2 separate regions of the Sus scrofa genome follow, and region 1 is linked to region 2. Evidence: chromatin contacts called from public Hi-C data. All regions are on one chromosome and are shown on one strand. Each heading gives the region's core, a stretch centred on a gene start, on an enhancer-like site or on the middle of the called end of the contact. The rest is flanking DNA. Distances are from core to core; before and after follow the strand shown.

Region 1 (2,935 bases), core at 229-2,728, 130 kb after region 2:
TGGTTTACCCTGTCAGTCATAAGTCTCATTCATACACATATACAGCCTGACATGTTAAATAGTTCCCCATATACATACTAGATCATCACACGCTGAAACAGACTTGCTACACTTCTGTATTTCTCCAAGAACGTTCCTAAGCAATTTTTTTAATTAAAATTTTTTTCAACGTTGTGTTCCACCAGAAACTTTGATGTCTTAATTTCTAAGAAAAAAAAGACCCCTAGAAAAACCTTTCTAAAGTGAGTGTAATATTCTGGAAGTGGCTTAAAAAAATATATATATATATATATATGAGCAGCCAGACAGTCTAATCTCTCTCATGTGCATGTAGCTTTCAGCCCCATAAGTATTTCTTTTGCTCGCTCTACAGAAGCCTAGCAAAATCAATGGGACAAGAGGGCTCGTCAATTCTATTGAACTTTGCAAACTACCACCCCGTCATAATAATATGCACTGAAATGCCTGCCTCGCATAACGCAGTTCTTATCACAGGAGACTTATCAGCAGCCACATTTTTCTTAGGAGGCTGGAGCCCAGTGAAGTCAATGGTGAGAGAGCCCTATTAATCACAGCTGAACCTAGCGTGCTATCTCTGATACCTTGTAAAAAGGAGGGTGATAAAAAAGATGCATAGTGACACGGACTGTCAGAAATGCTTACAGGATGATATGCTCGTATCAGATGGCTTTGCAAGTTGGATTGGCATTAAACAGTGCACAAGTGGAGTTTAGAGAAAAAAAAAAAATAACAATGCTACAAATCTGGAAAGGAATAGCTCCAGGCTTCTGCCAGTCCCTGGTTATTTTAGACCTGGCGAGAGGGAATTTTAAGGCTTAGGAGTGGCTGTAGAGGCGTCCGCTCTAAACTGCAAATGCCCAGGAAGCTGTGACATCCAGACAACACTCTGCACCCCGCCCCCCACCCCCAAATCCCACCCTGTCTAGAAATGCAATTCCTGTGACAGTTCCTTGCTTTGGCGTGCCACAAACAACTTAGAAACAATGTCATCACGTTACTCATTTCTTTTTTTAATGCACAGAAACGTTCCCCGCGTGTTCAGCTGTCAGACTCTTATTTGAATATCTCTTGGCAACAGTCTCATCTGTCAGGAAGTGTAAGTATCACGAGGGCAGCTCCTACGTTGGCACTTTGCCAGCCTTTGGGATTCTGAAATGTTCAATAAGTGTTCCATCAGAATGATGCTCTGACTTGTTTACGGAAGGCTCGCGCGAGGAATAGCAAGTACGGTGACAGGGCTGCCTAACAATCTGTCTTGAGAGACCAGTCAAGGGGAGAGGGATGGTCAAGTGACTTCTCTGGGTACCACTAACCTGGGCTAAAACGGGTGCCTGGCACTTAGCAGGAAACCCACAGAAAGGAAGGCAGGCAAGAGAGGGACCCTGGATAGGATTCTGGTTCAAAAATATAAAAGACCACCTGTCCAGGGGATTAGCGTATCTGGGAAGACTGAGTTCTTTCTGGAATCATGAGATGTGGTCAGTGGAATGCTAACCCTCTAGAGAGCTCCATGTCCTGAGCCCTGGAACCGTGAACATGTCACTTTATCTGGCAAAAAGGGCCTTGCAAATGTGATTAGGTTAAGGGTATTTAGGTGGGAGAACATCCTAGATGGTCCAGGGGGGCCCAGTGTCATCACAAAGGTCCTTATAGGATTAAAAGGCAGGAGATTGAGAGTCAGAGAAAGCAGTATTAGTGACTGGCAGTGGTTAAGTACAGAGCTGGAGTGGAAAATATCGCTCATCACCTTGTCACCCTTCTGAGAGGCCAGAATTCCTCCCGCCCATGGCAGGCATGCATGGGTCCCACTCCAAGCCAGCTGCTGGGAAACACACAGCTCCAGCACTCAGGAAAATGCAACTTACAGTTATTCTTCATGGAGTCACTGTTGCAAAGTGGAAGCTGGAAAAGGACCTTTGAGATGATTGTCTATTCATTCAACAGATGATTGTCTGTTTTTTCCCAGGCTTGTTTATTTGAAAAATATAATGGAAAGGAGTTCCCTGGTGGCACAGTAGGTTAAGGATCCAGTGTTATCACTGCAATGGCTGGGGTTGCTGCTGTGGCGCTGGTTCAATCCCTGGCTCGGAAACTTTCACATGCCACAGATGCTGCCAAAAAATATATAATGGAAAAAAAAAAAAAAAGGAGAGAAAGACTTGGGGTTCCTTGCTGATTCCTAAACCACAATCCCAAATGACTCCTGACAAGAAAAAAAGGAAGAAGAGGAGGAAGAGGTGAGGAAGAGGGGGAGGGGAGGGGGAAGGAGATCACGAAAGAGCCCAGTCCAAGCCGTCTCTTTAACACCAGCAGTGGGAGGGGAACACATTAGGTTAAAGCATATGAAATGCTCATTTTCGTATGTAAAAAGTGGTCACATTTAAACAATTTGATATGGCTTAGCCCAGCCATCCTCCACTCCTCCCACCCCCACCCATGCATCTCCCTTAATTGCCTCTGGGCTTATTGTCACCTGGACACAGCAGTGAGGGCACCTGACCACAGAGGCCCCATAGTCACGTGTCACTAGCCTCCTGGGGACTCCTGGGAATGATGCGAGCTGAGGGGTATGCAGTTCGCCTCAGCACAGCATCTAAAAAGCTATTCTCGGCACCGCCTCCATGGTGACTAATGGTAACACAGAGGAAAGAACAAAGTCCGCCCGTTTGTACACAGCACACACATTTAAAATAGAAATCCCCTCAGAGATGCCAAGGAATCTCATCATTCCTGCTTGAGGAAAACAATTTTCTTTTCCTTATGATGTAGGATAGGAAATTTGGGATCGCAAAAAATGCTGTACTTCTCAAACGTTATTCCTTAGATGCCCAATTTTTAGGGGGGCGATTTTCAAGCCAGAAATAAAGAAAATGAAGTTCAGTTAACATATAGCCTCATTTATTGCCTGGTAATT
Region 2 (3,039 bases), core at 3-2,502:
TTTTTCTGTGCTTAAAAAAAAAAAAAACAAACCCTTAAGTGATACATGATAAAGATACATTTTCTCATCTCTGCAAAGAGATCCCTGAGAAAATGCTTCCATCACCAATCCTAAATTTAAAATGATTGTATTCTGCTCCCCGTCCTCCCACTTTTTGGAAAGCTTCTGGAATGGTGACGTCATCACATTCCTAAAGCGACTTGAGTAAAATCACACGCCCATCAAAATGAAATCGCCATTATTAAACTCCTATTTCCCATTTTTACAGGCATTTTCAGCCATCGCTCTCTCCACCCCAACCCCAGAACAGCTGCTAACTGGCTTTTTTTTTTTTTTTCAATCTTGGGTTTTTCTGAATTTATTTTCAATAGCGCAAAAAGGCAAAGATGGTGAATTTCTCTTCCTTCTGAAGAGACCCTCTAAGGGAAGATGGGTTCTTTGCATACATACCTTCGAGCTCGGAAAGGAGGCGCCCCTCTAGAGTTTCCAGAAGCTTCCATCCCAAGGGGATGAAATGTTAAAAGTGTGGGCCTGTCGGACCCAGAGCCCAACCAGCTCATGGCTTCCCTCTCGGACTTGGCTTTGCCTTTGCTTCCTTTCTCCATGACACCGCTGCCACCTTCCTGACTGTCCCTCACTCGGCCTTCTCTCTCTCGCTCCCTCTTTCTCTCTCAAACGGAAGCCAGACAATGCCAGAAGCTTTCCTCCACAGCTGCGTGTCTGCGGAGGCAGGTGCCCACATGAGTGGAGAGGTAGCTGGTGGCTCATCTGTCAGGGAACTCAAGTTTGCCTTGACCAAGGGCTGGTGTCCCCACTGGGAACAGCTGCCTCTGGGCGAGTCCTTCCGGGGGTGGGAGAGGGGGAGGGAAGACTCTGTCCCATGAAATGAATCAATAAGGTATGAAAATTGGGAAGGAGAAGACTAAAGAAAGGGTGGAAGGAGGAAAAAAAAAAAAAAAAAGCTGGCCTGGTGATGTGTACACGAAGGCACTCAGAAAAAAAACAAACCAAAAAACACCTCTCAGGGAAGGTCCCCGTGGCCCCTTGAAGATGCCGAGATTTGTCCAGCTGTATCAGGTCCCCTTGTCTGGTGCCAGCCTGGCGGCGGGAACAAAATGCATACCTATCCGAATGGGGTTTTCAGTTCCCTGGGAATGTGCCCTAAGACACCCCCACCCCCTATCCTGTTGTCCCCAACTGGCCAGAGGGTCTCATCTTACTGCCACGTGCTGTAAATTTGAAAAGGAGAAACTACTGCCTGACAAACCCCAACAGCTGAGTGGTAACAGCTGGGTGGCCACAGCCGTTGGCATAACATTAGGTCCAGACAGAAAGCAGCAACAGGTGGGGGTGGAAGAGAAAGGGAGTTTTAAGCCTTGCGGGGGGAGGTGGTGCCTGAGACCCCTCTTGGTGAGAATCAAAATCTGGACTTGAGAACCCCACTGGCTTGAATGTTCCTCCTTTTTCTGAACAAATACATCTTGTAGAAGAGGAACCCTTAATGAGAGCAAACGCTCGGATGCCTGTAAAACAAAACACGTGAATCTGCTTTACCCACAATGATCTCAGGACACCCCCCCCCCCAACAAAGAGCTTTCCCTTCCAAGGATCAGAAGTCATCTGATAATGGTACCTGCAGATGATCAGACTCTTTAAGGCAAATGCTGCTTTTGCCAGAGGAGTGAAAAGGATGATGAAGATTTAAGAACCAGACGTGCTGGATTCTGCCTGTGATTCCATCAGAACAGCCTGACACTGGGACCATGTCATTTAATTTTCGGATTCGTCAGCTAGACCTTTGTCATGTGCCAGGCCATCATTTCCTGGTAGATGGCTACAAAATCAAAATCTACCGTGATCCCACAGATAAGAGGTGCCCTGTGTTAGTTAACCTAATTATTACTACAGCAATTACATAACCAAGCTATTAAGTGACACGTAGGTTGAAAATACATTAAGGTTTTGAGCACAGGAAATTTTTTTTCCCCTATAATATGGTTCAAATCTCTTAACTATTTTTAGCCCATGATAGAGGTTTTTGAAAATCCCAGCTGATTTTTCTTTAACTTGGCTTTTGATGCTAATTCCCATGAAATCCCTTAGGGGGGAAAAATTCTTCCTGAACACTGGTGTAGCTATCTACACAAGCTAAGTGGAAATGCATTATCTTGTCTCATCTCTGCAGCTGAGGGTAAACCTTTGTTACCAATCGCTTAGCCTCTCAATACTCTCTGGTACAGGCTACTGGCTACACTTGCACTCGTTCACAGGAATACCGCCAAGTGAGGGAGAAGCAGCGATGTGAGCGACCTGATAGTCCGAGGAAGAAAGGGAACCACTTAAGGATGTTGTGCAAATTTGCTTTAATAGCAAAGACAAAACCAGGCTGTTCTAACGACCACGTTCCTCTCCCGCTCCCTCACCCATCCTTCAAGCCCCGCCCCTGTATTATACACCACTTGATACTGTCTTAGCCATTCTGTTCCCTCTCTGTTTCATGCAGCTTCTTAACAACTGAGACTATGTCCTGTATAGTGTATGTGTTGCTTGGTTGGTTCTGATTACAGTATGACAAACCTTGACCCCTTATGCAGATAAAAACTCACATTTCGGTTTCATCATGCTTCAAATTTGTCTATTCTCCCTTCCAAATCTGTTCCCATTATACAGATAGAAGCTGAGAAAAGTGAAGCACAGGTGCTTTGATTCAAAGACCTCATGGACTATAAAGGAAACCAAGATGGATCCAAGTGGGAGTTGTTAGAAGCAAAAAGAAGTGTGGTTTTTTCCCTTTTTCACTGCACCACCTACTCAGTACAAAACCAGACGACACATACAAATCAAAGTGCACCGCGGAAATTCAGCACCGGGGGAAATACAACGCGTTCAAGCATCAAATCTCCAATATTTATCCTTTCACGGTGGCCAAGGAAGGAGCTTGCTTGAGTCCTGACTAAGGATCTCATCTACCCTGAGCTGTGGGTCTGGGGGCCCATTATTTTCCCTCTGTCAGACTCAGTTTTTTCATCTTTGAAATGG

Evidence for each region. A called contact is a pair of places that touch in the nucleus more often than the background predicts.
Region 1: a Hi-C map of fetal skeletal muscle shows a contact between it and region 2, with 3 times the contacts expected there. The contact joins two enhancer-like sites. A contact is called at or near these places in 2 of 47 Hi-C or Micro-C datasets (fetal skeletal muscle and heart right ventricle) and 1 of 2 datasets of contacts at active chromatin or transcription factors (skeletal muscle).

Annotation. Positions count from the first base shown.
Region 1 is chr10:60,991,818-60,994,752 of Sscrofa11.1, forward strand. It overlaps the pseudogene LOC100514677. Among named protein-coding and RNA genes, the nearest start is that of CELF2, 130 kb to the left of the region's middle. Within about 2 kb of position 1,479, at least 16 of the 83 cell types and tissues checked have an H3K27ac peak or open chromatin away from gene starts, as enhancers often do. A contact at or near this core is called in fetal skeletal muscle and skeletal muscle, where this site is marked.
Region 2 is chr10:60,858,874-60,861,912 of Sscrofa11.1, forward strand. All of the region lies in intron 1 of CELF2 (CUGBP Elav-like family member 2), which reads right to left. Among named protein-coding and RNA genes, the nearest start is that of CELF2, 7.2 kb to the right of the region's middle. Within about 2 kb of position 1,253, at least 6 of the 83 cell types and tissues checked have an H3K27ac peak or open chromatin away from gene starts, as enhancers often do. A contact at or near this core is called in fetal skeletal muscle and skeletal muscle, where this site is marked.